2 separate regions of the Mus musculus genome follow, and region 2 is linked to region 1. A link is a contact called in public Hi-C data. All regions are on one chromosome and are shown on one strand. Each heading gives the region's core, a stretch centred on a gene start, on an enhancer-like site or on the middle of the called end of the contact. The rest is flanking DNA. Distances are from core to core; before and after follow the strand shown. Region 1 overlaps Asap1 (ArfGAP with SH3 domain, ankyrin repeat and PH domain1). Region 2 has its middle 14 kb from the start of Gm30632.

Evidence for each region. A called contact is a pair of places that touch in the nucleus more often than the background predicts.
Region 2: a Hi-C map of bone marrow-derived macrophages shows a contact between it and region 1, with 17 read pairs. The contact joins two enhancer-like sites. A contact is called at or near these places in 3 of 39 promoter capture datasets (the 3T3-L1 cell line, the C10 cell line and liver), 2 of 15 datasets of contacts at CTCF or cohesin (the NIH/3T3 cell line and pro-B cells), 43 of 484 Hi-C or Micro-C datasets (the 3T3-L1 cell line, 3T3-L1-derived adipocytes, the AML12 cell line and 29 more) and 6 of 115 datasets of contacts at active chromatin or transcription factors (the NIH/3T3 cell line, astrocytes, bone marrow-derived dendritic cells and 2 more).

What each region holds. Positions count from the first base shown.
Region 1 is chr15:64,176,184-64,183,095 of GRCm38.p6, forward strand. The region is part of intron 5 of Asap1 (ArfGAP with SH3 domain, ankyrin repeat and PH domain1); the gene reads right to left. Among named protein-coding and RNA genes, the nearest start is that of Gm20717, 81 kb to the left of the region's middle. Within about 2 kb of position 2,663, at least 30 of the 459 cell types and tissues checked have an H3K27ac peak or open chromatin away from gene starts, as enhancers often do. A contact at or near this core is called in bone marrow-derived macrophages, where this site is marked.
Region 2 is chr15:64,516,546-64,523,457 of GRCm38.p6, forward strand. No RefSeq gene overlaps it. Among named protein-coding and RNA genes, the nearest start is that of Gm30632, 14 kb to the right of the region's middle. Within about 2 kb of position 2,841, at least 29 of the 459 cell types and tissues checked have an H3K27ac peak or open chromatin away from gene starts, as enhancers often do. A contact at or near this core is called in bone marrow-derived macrophages, where this site is marked.

The sequences.
Region 1 (6,912 bases), core at 1,413-3,912:
TGTCCAGCCTCAACAAACAAGACAGCGGCGTTTGAGAACAACAGCTGAGGTTGCACAGGTACGCATATGCAAACATGCACAATTTTCACATGCATACTCAAACATTCTTTAAAAATAAGCAATGTACTGTTTGCTCAAGAAGAAACAGTACTTAAAACAACATGGAAAACACAGATTAAAAGCACATTTCAACTTCCAATCCTAGATGACCCCTTTCATCAATATCTCAGACCCTTGTGAATGAAGCAACAATGGAAGCTTGCTGCTACCTTGACGCGGAGGCTGCATTAGACACCAGGGGCATTATGAAATCTGTGGTCCGTGCTGAAGGTGAAGGTTCTTCTGAAGAACAAGTCTATGCTCTAACCACACCGAGTAACCAAGGCCATCACTGTGGTTAAACACTGGGCTGGGGCTCTGCACTGATGGAAAACCCCAAGAATTAAGAATTTCACTGTGGTCATCTACACACGTATTCTTGGGGAATAATATGAAACAGCAGACAATACGTTATAAATTTAGAAATCTGGATTTTCCCCAGTGGTTAAGCTTAGGAAAAAGTCACAGGAAAAAAAAATTACAAAAATTTACTACCTCTAGTCAGCTCCCTTCCCAGGAGAAAGTCCTTTCCTTGGTGACAGGTGACAGGGAACGACCTGAGAGGCACCAGGAAGACAGCAGAGAAGAGGGGGGCGGGGACTGAAACACAGACGGTTTCTCCCTTGGAAAACTCAATGAAGAGAACACCTGTCCCTCCAGATATCTCAGTGTGCTGCTCTGTGACAGGTGAATTATATGATTTTAGTCTTAGGATTCCAGACTCTTCCAGTATTTTCGTTTTCTTAATATTTCAAAAATGTGACAACCCAAGCAAGTTCTGTCCAACTGTGAAGTGCTGTCCCCACTGGCAATTTCAGTGTAGTCAACACAGAATCCAGGACTACTGGAGGGAGCAGACTTCCTGCTGTCACCGGCATTAGCCTTTAAGGGATGTTTTAGGAAAAATATACCATGGATCATTTCGATGGCACTTTACTAAAATGCTACTGATTATTCTGCATCAACTTTCCCAACTCGCAAATTCTTTCCCTCTCTGTGATAATCAAATCCAATTAGGGTAAGTGCTTTCACGTAATTCTAGTCCACAAGAAGCAGAAGTTCTGCTCTGAGGCAGGAGGCTTGCCAATTAGAGGTCAGTGTGGGCTACACAGCAAGACTCATTCTCACACACACAACTATTTATATTTCCATCTTATTAAGCAAGCAGCATTTTAACACACCATCGGGGATGACACTTGCTCACGCTAAATATACGGGTGCTCCTGACAAAAGACCGTTCCTTACAAAAGGGCTGTCCTCTGCCAGTCCATACTTCATACCCTTCCTGGAATCTGGACGAAGTTAGACAAGGAAGCTGTAATCTATCCTTTCATAGTACACTAGAGGTTTCTTAAACATACAACTGTGATTAATACAGGTTTCTACAAAAAACAACCACTTATTCCTCACCAACTGCCTTGATGATGCACCATACAAACAACCCATCACTATCCTACCTGCAGATGACTTACAACAATGCCTGCTCTGTGCGGGAGGGAACACATGTATCCTGTTTTGACTTTTTACCCCTTCATATAGATTTCCATGGAAGACACCCTCTTGCCCATCTGTCTACTGATGCATGACTTTACCCACCCCCTCCTTCTGAGGGGAGAGGCTCTTGGGATGACCACAGCAGGTTTACAGGAGCAGCGCATGCCACAGTGCCCACACCCGAGCGAGCCCCCTGCTGGACTCACAGCTGTGCCCTGGGAGCCTTGGAGCGCTGCCTCCTAGAGAAGGGCAGAAGTTTCTCCTTTTCCCACCTAGGAATGGAAAGCAGTCCAGCTCTACCGACGGCCCCTCCCACACGCACACGGGGCTGCGTTAATTAACGAGGACATGATTTGCTTGCATTTGTCATCTCTAGCTAATTCTGACAGGCTCTCTCCTCTGCTCCTCGGCTCTCTCTCCTTCTCTGCAGAAAGAAACAATTTCTCTCAAAGCAACGCTAATGCAAATCTGCTGACTTGCTCAACACTTTGGAAAATCCAATTAAAATAATGAGCCAGCTCCCGCAGTTAAATCGGCAATTCCCTGGTATAACTTAGGTTTTCTGTCTAGAGTGTTAACTCTTTCACACCCTAGGCAGTAACCAAATATCTTAAAGCTATTTGAAACGGGTACCTGGAGATCATCATGCTAAGTGAAATAAGCCAGCATTGGAAAGACAAATTCTGAGTGTGTGGTTATTTTTTTTTTCATACATCAAATCTAGATTTAAATTTTCCCTCTAAAAGGAAAGAAGCAACAGAGGGAAACAGAACATATGTGACATGGAAGCAGGAGAAAGGACCATTTGGGGACAGAAAGGGGAACAATGAAGAAGGGGAACTGAGCGAGGTAGTAGGGAGATGCAAAGAAAATACATGATATATATGTATGAAAATGTCACAATGATATCCATCATTCTATTATGCTGGCTACTTTAAAAGAAAACACAATGGAAAAAGAAAATTTAAAGAGTTTATCGCTAGACTGCTTTCCAGAATACTGTAACACAGAGAGAAGAATCACAGACGCACGTGACCATCACTATTATGTAAGAGTGACTGTTTAACCTCTCCGGTGTCCCAGTATTTCCTTCAATTAGCCAGTGCCAGTGCAAATGGTCTGGGGAGCAGAGAATAAGGAAGAGAGGGTACCAACAAGGCACCCCTGGAACTCACTCATCTTACTAAGCTTACTGATTATTCAGTGCGACTGTTAATTCTGTCAACCTGACCAGGTTAGAAAACATACAGATTAGTAAGGCACATCTTTTCTGTGTCCATGGAGGAGTTTCCGGGTACAAATGAATCATGAAAGCTTTGACTATGAATGGATTACTCCCTGATGGACACACGGTACGATGGCACTACTGGGAGTCGGTGATGTAGGTGATGGGGCCTGAAGGAGGAAGCAGTCACTTGGGAACTATATCTTGCCCTGGCCCCTCCCTGTATTCCTTTTTCTGCTTCCTCTCTAAAAATGCTTCCTGCCAGTGATGACCTGGATCTTTGTGCTTTCAGCTCAGCAATGGTAAAATTGATAGATTCAGCTTCCAAGCTATTTCCTTTCCTGTAAACAGTAAGCCCAGGTTACCATGAGTCCATGGAGTTGGCTGCTTTTAAGAACAGCACCACAGAGCTTTTTACAAAGTACCTTGTTAAAACATTAAACGTGAAACAGGTGTGGCTTTGAAGTCATCAAATTATTTATGAAATTATCTTATATCCCAAATGTTTCAAAATGTTTCCCAAAATGTTCCAATAACTAAAATTATACAAATATAGATGCAAAGGACCACTGTCATCAGCTATTTCTGACACATCGGATTAAGGCTTTACGTTGTTCTTCATTGCACGGGCAGTAAGGGAAACAGGGAGTGCTTGCTCCTGGTCTGAGGGCATTCCTTCCTCCAGAATAAAGTCCACACTAACTTTATCTGCCTTTATCTGGGATTTTAAGGGTTTTTCTCAGCGTCCAGGGTGCCCCAGGCTTACCTTATCACATCTAGCTAAGTGTGTTCTTGGGCTAGTCACCCCCACTTACCCTTTTAGAGGCCTGCTCTCCTCACTGCTGAGGTGCAAATGATAAAACCAAGTTCTTGTACCCTTGAGGCATTTATGTGAGATGCACTCAGTGGACTGAAACGTGTGTAGAATGCTAGGCAGGAGATGGGCTCAATTAAACAGAACTAGGTTTATTTTCTTAGATTTTTTTCTTTTTAAACACACATTTGCAAGGCTAAACAGTAATGGAAGAGAAAAGGGTAATGAGGGAATAAGGGATCTAAAATACTGCTTGTAAGTATTGCACCACATGCTCTCCATGGTAAATCCTACAGTCTGGCTTTTCTGTTCATTCTTCAAGGCCACCTCTTAAAACAACATTGCATCCCATTATGTTATGTTGCATCTAGGTAACACTGAATTAAACTGCTGATTAAAACAGCAGAGGATACTGTGCTTCGCCTTTGTTATCTAAAGTTACTGGGGTCGAGAGAACTCTATAAAATGTGTCTTAGTCTCACTAGATTAACGAGGGTACAAGCTCAGAGAGCTTAAGCAAACTTGACGGAAGCCAAAGCATGAATGAAACAGATGGTCAGGTTATTAAAGGCAATTTGCTTTACTTCAAAGGCCATTCTCATTTCCTCTCTCTTGCTGTACTCATTTAAAGTGACAATCGGGGCACATCACTTTCCTGTCAGAAACCCATTCTTGTTTCCTGATAGCTGGAGTCAAGTACAAACTCCCAAGTTTAGGTCTGGCCCTGCCAGCCTTTTCCCTTGTGGCTATCCCCGGATCAGCACCAGCTGCTCTGGACAGGAAAAGGTCTTTATGAGTCCCTGGGCTGCAGATAAGATGGTAGCATGAGTGCCTGGTCCTGGGTGTAGGAGCAGTCACAGCGCGAGCAACCTTCCCAGGGTTTATGTGTGCATCTGTTCATTCTTCCCCAGCCTTCCTCTCCTTTTCCCAAATCCCCCTGCTTCAGCTTCCTGAGCAACTAAGACTCAGTTATATCAGCAAACGTTTGATCAGTAACACAAGTTACAAGTCGAATCAGTGTTATCAAAGCAAAAACCAGTGCGGTAGCAGGTTTGAAGGAACAAGCAGTAGCCCGCTTTCTCATGGCAGGCATGGCAGTAGGGGATTCCAGAACTCGGGGGCAGGGGGTTCTGGCTGTCCTGGGCCCGTCTTCTTGCCTGAAAACACATTAGAGATGGACTCCAAGTCTAACCTATCAGAGCTTCTTGAGGATGGAGCCCAACAGCCCAAGTCTTAGTAAGCTCTTCAAGTGAATTAGAGTAAGAGAGCCACTCTGAGTCTTAGGGCTGTCCACAGTAGAAAATCCGAATTCCCACTGAGGAGGGACTGCCTCCAAGCCAGATCACCTTGCCTATGGTCTCAGGTACGACTGCCATGGAGCTGGAGCTCAAAGGCTGCACTAGAGAAGTCTGGAAAACCCAGGGCCCATCGTATGCTGATGGCATCTGACAACACTGAATTCAAGTGGGATGCCAATTTTCCTGGAAACATTACACAAAGGAAAAGGCAGTGTGGGAGTGAAGGGGTATGGCCATCCTTAACTCGAGACCCCAGTAGGTATGATTCCACATCTCCCAGGAAATCAAGCCCTGTTTCCTCTGACCGCACCGGAGAACAACTTCACCAGAAGGAGAAGTGGAGCTCTAACATTTAAGACGAATGAGGAAGCGGAAAGGACACAGCCCACACACTTGGATCTTGGCTTGAAAAAGTCATCCTGGCCCTAAGCACTTGGAACAGTAATCAGTTCTTGACCAACTTTTAGACTTTAAATTTCATTTCCATGCATGTCATTTATAATTCGCCATGTGTGATTACAACAAAACCATTCTGTGACATCGGTTTACATTTTCCTTGCCTTCTACGATGTCTCTATCACTGTATCTCTGTACCTATTCATGTTTTACAACCGCCGACTCTGGAAGGACCGTAGTACAACTTAAGATACCTGTATGCTGGCACGCCAGGGCTTAGTATGCATCAGGAGGCCCAGCGCCACCTCCCTGAAAGCATCACGCTCTCACGCACCTGACTGAGAACAGAGCCAAATGCTGCCCTGGGTCTCCTCCTTGGGCTGTGTCTGCATGTTCTCAAACATTTCATTTCATCTTCATGGAAATGTTCAGGACTCAGAAACCTACCTAAAGGGTGACTGTGTGGTACATTCTTGGCGGATACAGCTCAAGGGCATCCATGCACACGAGGAAGCTTACATTACAAATCTGGGCTATCAGCTGCTTCCAAGAAATCAAATAATCTCTCCCCTACTCATGGAAACCCCAAGGCAGGAGGCTTTGTAAAATTCTGTCTCTATGTCCATCCTTTTCTTCCTCTATGAAATCAAAGAATTCTTTATAGAGTAAGCTATCAAAATGTTTCGTGCAAGCATTGTCAAACAGAAAGGAACAGCCATGACTACCACAGAGCCTGGCATATAGTGGGCACCTGGTAAAAGTTGCTGAGTCAAGGGATACTTTAGAAAGTCTATATTTTAATACATATTTTAATTTACATTTTGGCCTCACTACAATGTGCAATATAAACTATTGTTGAATGCTATTTAGTTCCTCTTCTAAGGGAAATGGTCTCTACCAGCTTTTAAAAATACTCTCAAAAAAAAAAAAACCCACTAAACTATCTGTAATCAGGACAAGGGTCGTAGTAGTGTGAAGACGTGACACCCCTGCACTCTGGATGGGTGAGTGAGAACATGAGAGATCTGCCTCTGGTGACCAGGCATGTGAAGCTGCAGAGCAGAGGTCTGGACCCAGTTACATCTGTCTCTGAAGCTACAGCATTTCTGCCGACTCTCAGGCCTCTCCACCATTTCACTCTCTTAGCACGCACAGTGCAAACAGTACGTCAGTGGGCGGTCTATTCATTTTCTAGGGGCAGATGTAGTGAGATGCTATTTGAAGACTGGATTAGAAAGGCAGTTCTTCATGTATAGTCATAAAGGGCCAAAGGAGCAAAGGACATAGTCTAAGACAAAAAGAGTATAAGAAACAAATGGCTGGAGAACAATCATGCACTCTGTATTAAATGTAATCAGAAATAAATTCAACAAGGGCAGAAGCAGAATGAAATTAAGAATAAACACAGCTAAAGAAATGAATCACCTGAACTAACAACATTTTAAAATTAGCATTTAGATTAGCACTTCTCAAAGTTGTTCAATGGGGAGTTCATGATTCTTACATGAAAAAGTCAGTGATCAAAAAAGTTTGAAAGCATCGAATTGGTTAAGGTTCTTCATTCTCATGTGCCTAAGTGTCTAACA
Region 2 (6,912 bases), core at 1,591-4,090, 340 kb after region 1:
CACCATGTGTGCTCTTTGGTTGGTGGTTTGGTCCCTGGGAGCTCTAGGGGTACTGGCTAGTTCATATTGTTGTTCCTCCTATGGAGCTGCAAACCCCTTCAGCTCCTTGGATCCTTTCTCTAGCTCCTTTATTGGGGACTCTGTACTCAGTCCAATGGATGGCTGTGAGCATCCACCTCATTATTTGTGATGCACTGGCAGAGTCTCTCAGGAGAGAGCTTTATCAGGCTCCTGTCAGCAAGCACTTGTTGGTATCCACAACAGTGTCTGGGTTTGGTGATTGTAAATGGGATGGATCCCCAGGTTTCTGGATGGTTATTTCTTTAGTCTCTACTCCACACTTTGTCTCTGTAACTCCTCCCATGGGTGTTTTGTTCCCCACTTTTAAGATGGATAGAAGTATCCACACTATAGTCTTCCTTCTTCTTGAGTTTCATGTGGTTTGTTAATTCAATCTTAGATATTCTGAGCTTCTGGGCTAATATCCACTTATCAGTGAGTGCATGCCATATGTGTTCTTTTGTGATTGGGTTACCTCACTCAGGATGATATACTCCAGGTACATCCATTTTTCTATGAATTTCATAAACTCATTTTTTTTTTAATTTTCAGTGAAGAGATCTTCAAATATTTTATTAATATAAACTTTGGTATTGTGCTATGCTTTAGGGCAGGGGATCAGTGTTTGTTAGAATGAGTGAAATGATTTTTAATTACTTTCTACATCTTAGACATAGTTTAGGTGTGTTTTATAATTTGCTTCAAGAAACTTTTGCTATTGGATTTGAGATTCAGGGTGTTAATTCATTTATAATGATTCATTCACTTTTATGAGTTTGACTGTTTCAGCTGCATGTAAGTGTACTATGTGTGCCTGGTGCCCGTAGAAAGGGTGTCAGGTCCCCTTGAGTTGTAATTACAGGTGGTTGTGATGTGCTATGTGAATGCTGGGAACAGGGCTCAGTCCTCTGCAATTGAAACAACTAGGCCATTTTCCTAGCTCTTGCTTCAGGTTACATAAGGATTCATATTATTCTGTCTCTCAGAAAGAAGCTGAGTTGAACATTTAAGCAAACTACACAGAACATAGGACATAACGACACTACTCTTGGTACCTGGAGCTGCTGCTAATCTTCAGAAAAACCATTTGCTTGGCTTTGAATCTTTCCATAGGATTTATCCTCAGAACTGGATTTTCCAGAGAAAGCTAAGCATTTGCAATAAGCTGGGGGAAGAGTTAGAACTTCAGAAAGGTCAGCTCAGTATAGCCAGGCTCATGATGCTTTTCTGGCTGTTCTACAGTGTAGTGTATGTCTTGTTACCCTTATATTACTCTGATAAGACACCATGAAATGAGCAAAAAAACTTACAGAAGAAAGAGTGAGTTTATGATCATATGGTTCAGATGGTGAGTCTGTGACCATCATAGTAGGGATTATAGAAGCAGGTAGGCAGGCATGATGCTGATGCAGTAGCTGAGAACTTCTATCTTGATCTACAAGTAGAGGCAGAAAGAACTAACTGGGAATGGTATGGGCTTTTAAAACTTCAAGTTCTCCCACCTCAGTGATACACCTTATCTGTAAAGGTCACACCCTAATCCTTCCCAAATAGTTCCATCAACTGGAGACCAAGAGTTCTAGACTATGAACTTATGTGGATCATCCCCTTTCAAGCCACTGCAATATATAAGACTAAATACTAGCTCACAGGAAACACAGTGATGTCACTGAATGATGGATGGCTCAGAGAAAGGCAAAGGTCAGTTCCCTGCCAGGAGAGACAGAGTCAGCTGTGAGTTTGTCCACCTATATTCAGACTCATCAAGTAAAACCACAAACTCAGGAAATGATGGAGATAAGCAAGATTGGAGTAGACAAGGTTCATAGGAAGGTGCAGTTCTCCCATCTCTTATGTGAAGAGGTACATATGGACCCGAGGAGAAGAAACAGGAGAGTATGGTCCTAAGAAAATTGATCCCTAGGAAGGACAGATTGTGGGTATTCATGAGGAAAAGATGTAAAAATGGAAACAAAAGCTATCATTCAAAATCCCCCAGCAAGTGCCCTTGGAGTCATCTTTAGAAATATCTTTCTATTTCTGTCAGCTATCAAAGAATACAGTGGGATTAGCCACCAGTTGGGGAGACAACCTGTTTGGGATTTGGACACAGACAGGTATGAGTTCAAATCCAGCTTTTAATAATTTCAAGCTCTACAAGTTTGGACTGAGAGCTTGAGTTATATGGCTTTGCTTCCTAGCATGCAAAGGGAAATAAGAGTATTAGTTTGCAAAATACTTTCTAAATAAATAAACTGGCATATAGGTAGTCTCTGTCATAATACTGCAATTAGCTTACAGGATGCAAAAAGGGGAGTGGGACATTTTGTTTACATTGGTGAAGGTGGAAAGGTAGAGGCCAGACTGTTTCTAATGTGAGTTCAAAAGTTCAAGAAAATTAATCGAGAATCTAAGGATCTGTGCAGTTGGTATTGCTAGCCTATGTATGGTCAAACCCATTGTCATTTTCTGTATATTTATTCTCTTTATCATTTCATGATGAATTTGGTTGGCAAATAAATTATTTTGACCACTAAGTGAAGGTCCTTAGCGTGGCAGTTTCTGGAAAAACACTGGTCTAAACAGTCTTGTTAGATCAAGCCTGGCATCCAGTTGGCAGAGTCTATTTCTCCCATAATCCCCGGGCCTCTTGGCTGCAGTGGTGCTGGTGGAGAAGGCTCCATTTGGCTCCACATTTCAGACAAGCCTAATGAACATCATTAGAGAAATATAAAAGGGGTGATGGATGACTTAAATGAAGCCGCATGAATAGTGCCGCTCACATTTGCATCTGACTCAGGGCCAAGAGGAAGAGCTAAAACTCTGGGTGAGGTAATGAAGACTCTAAGGGTGCAGAATGCTTGTCATTGTGGTTGAAGGGAAGTAGGCTAAACTTGATAGGAAGAAAAATCATGACCCTGCCTCGACACTAGGAAATAAATCAAGCTCTGTAAATGTAATGACAAGGCCTGAGTCCAATGTGAAAAGAGTGACTAATTTGGCTCTAATAGTTGATAAAAACCCACATGTCAAAGCCATGATAAACTAGATGGAGAGAAAAGGCAAAGACTGGTTAGAAAAATGGCAGAGTATGACAGCAAGAGTGGACAGGTATATTTAAGAAATCTTTCTAATCAATAAGGGGGAGGAAAAAAAAAAACAAACCTCCGTCAGAACGTGAAGAATGTGTGTAATCATCAGGAGAGAAGGAATTAAAACCCACCAAACAGCATGTATAAAATACTCACTCACAGTATTTAAAAACATGGGGAATGCTTTTATTTTCCCATTAGAATAACAATGAAGTAAAGGAGTCATAATAATCCAGGGTGGTGGGTCTATGAGAGACAGATAGGCTCAATTCCCACTGCAGAGTATACACCATCCCCACCTTAATGGTGGATGGTTTAGTCACTGTGTATCAAAGGCCTTTATATCTAAATACATTGACCTAGAATCCCACTTTTCAGAATTTACCCTTAAAAACCATGGAGGGATGCAGAGATAAAATATACTAGTGAATTCATGGTATCATTCATTGCTTATAATATCAAAATCTATTAGTTAGGATCACCAAGGACAATGGCATACTATGCACCCATTAGAAGGTTCTGGTGTGACAAATGTTCTTACTATATTTCTGAGGCAGACATGGAGATATGCTGCACAGGTCACGCTTCAAGGAAGGACTTGCTACCATGTGTGATATATCCTCAGATCAATACTATGAAAAAAATCAAGGCCATACTTTGAGATTACAAAATGAGTCAGGTTTTATAAACATCATGAGAATTCTAAATTTAATATGAAAAGATAATGTGAGGGTGCTGCTCTCTAATTTACTCTGGAGTTATTGTCTAAGGTATGGACATGTTAGCTCTGTTATTTCTGCCAAGTACAGAGCACTCTAGAATATCATATATGTCCTAGAGTATAGTTTCCCCCATGAAAATGGTTTAGATTGTGTTAAGTCCCAGGCTGAGGGAAATTGTCTATGAATATTTTTATGAATGTTGAAGAATTCAAGAATTTTGGGTGGGGCAAAACTGGCCCAGTTGGTTAAAAGATGAATTATTGACATGACTGGCAGATGAGACAAAGCGTCTTGGGCCAAAGAGATTTAGTGGTGAGTCTTTCTGGAGGCTCATTTATGACCTTCGCATTCTAGGGTAATAAATCTGGATGTGCCTTTCTCTATCCCGCAGAAGCACACATTTAACATTCCAGCTGAAGATCTCACTTTAGAGGATCAGGCGGTCAGATATGGTAGTCACTGTATGTGCTCAGTTTAGTGATGTAGAGTTCATAGCCCATAGTGTAGCCTTGCTGAACGCATTGGGTGAAAGGATTTATTGAAGGTGTCTGGTGTAGACAACCAATGCTAATATGGTCTGTGATTGATTGCAGGAGTCAGAGGGATAGAGGACACCAGGAAAACATGGGCCACTGAATCAACTAAGCAGGGCTCATATGGGCTCACAGAGACTGAAGCAGCATTCCTTGGGCCTGCATGGGTCTGTACCAGGTACTCTGTGTATATGTTACGACTGTTAGCTTGGTGTTTTTGTGTGAGTCCTAAAAGTGGGAGCAGGTGTTTTGCTGACTCTTTATCCTGCTCTTTGGACTCTTTTTCTCCCACTTGAGTTGCCTTGTCCAGCCTCAATATGAAGGCTTTTGCGTTGTCTTACTGTATTTTGTTTTGTCCTGTTTTGTTGTTGTCTCTTGGAAACCTGCTCTTTTCTGCAGAGGAAATAGGGTGGGAACAGATGTGGCAGAGAGGTGAGACGGAAGGAAGCAAGGAAGAGTGGATGGAGGGGAAACTGTGGCTGGGAAATATTGTAGATACGAAGAATCTATTTAAAAAAAAAATAGAAAAGAAAAGCTCTCTGTCCTTTGAACAAAATTTCTATTAAAATCAGCGTCCTTTTCATTTTTCTTCCCCACTCTGTTCTCTATATAGTGGATAGATGTATGAAATGAATGTGTATTATATGTATGTGTATTATACATATGTGTATCATATATGATAAATATTTTATGTATAGTAAAACATTCAAGAATTTTTGGGAGAGAATATTAGTGTAGTTGGTTAAAAGATTATACACACATACACACACACACACACACACACACACACACACACACACACACACACATAGTTTGACTACATTCCATATCCATTGCTTCTTTCCCCATTTTTTTTTCTCAGGTGTTGTTCTGTAGTGCACGTCTCCAAAAACCGTGCCAGTTTTGTCACTGGAAAACCTAGTTTGTGATGGCTGTTGAGGTTTTAAAAGCAACCTATAGAACTACACATAAACATTAAAAACATTTAAAAGCAACCTATAGAACTACACACAAACATTAAAAAAATATATATTTTACAGAGATACATCAGAAAGAGAAATGTCAAACTACAAAACGTTGATGATATTTTTATTTTGATAGTGTGAATATGCACAGTTGCCTTTCTTTTCTTTGTGCGTTTTCTCTGCTTTCCACATCCCTTGCACCAAGCTTTATTACTTTTAATTACAGGGGTTGCCCAAGTGCTCTTATTAAGGTTGTATTTAGCAGCAAGGGAAGGTAGCAATGGGGATGCAATGGGTAATATTTGTAGACTGCTGTCGATGAGGCTGGGCTGCAATAGATTTTTCTTTATTCATTCAGTTCCATCTTATATAGGGGCACATAACCATCCCTTCCTCATACAAAAGGATGGAGAGGGTAAGTAATTTGCACAATAGAGGGAAACAAGGGTCTGAACCCAGGCAGCCTGTCCTCAGCATTTGTGCTTCTTATCTTTGCAGCATTCACATCTTGACTTGTTCCCAGGTGACCTTGCTAGGAGATCTTTACACTTCTCCCCAGACAGTTGATGCTTAGCTCATCTTTGTCCAGCCCCATGCCCCTTATTTTATTTATAGGGCCTGACTTGGCACTGCCTTTATCCACAACCCCCCCCCCCCAAGCCTTCTTATTCTCTGGCTTCCTTTCACTTGGTCCCTGAGTACCATGGGGTGTATGCCTGGGTTGCTCTTCTTCATCTCAGCGTGTAATTGCCTGCTTCTATTCTATGTGTTCATTTTGGCCACTCTTTTAATGGCTGCACTTTCTGGTCCCTATCTGAGATTCTCATCTTCCCTGGTTTCCCCACTTTGTTCAACTGTGGCTGTTGACATCTGGTTGACTCTTGGGCTAGCTACTTCTCTTGTCGCTGGAACAAAATACCTGTCAAAACCAACACAAAGAAGTGGAGTTTATTTTGGCTTACTGTTTGAGAGATCCTTGTTATGGGGAAGTCATGGTAACAGGAGTATGAAGGACCTGGTCTCAGTGCACCTACAGGATGTAAGAAGAGAGAGATGAATGCCCATACAATATCAAATCTCTCTATCTCCCGCCCCTCTCTCTTTCTCCTTTCTCTCTTTTTCCTTCCTCCCTTCATTTTGGCCCTCAGCCCAGGGATGGTGACACACCCATACTGAGGCCAAGTCTTTCCATCTCAGTTAAACCTCTGGAAACTCTGTCACATGCCTAGATGTTTATCGCCTACATTATTCAAAATTCCATAGAAATGACAATATTAACCATCAAAACTTGTATACTGTTTATTCCTGTAGCACATGTGGGCACTGAAACCCTTTATTTCTTTACTAATGGTACACTGTTAGGCATTACTTTTCTGTGCCTTAATTTCCATATATATGTATATATATCTGGGTCCTTTCGATAAAATCTTGCTAGTGTATGCAATGGTGTCAGCGTTTGGATGCTGATTATGGGGTGGATCCCTGGATATGGCAGTCTCTACATGGTCCATCCTTTCGTCTCAGCTCCAAACTTTGTCTC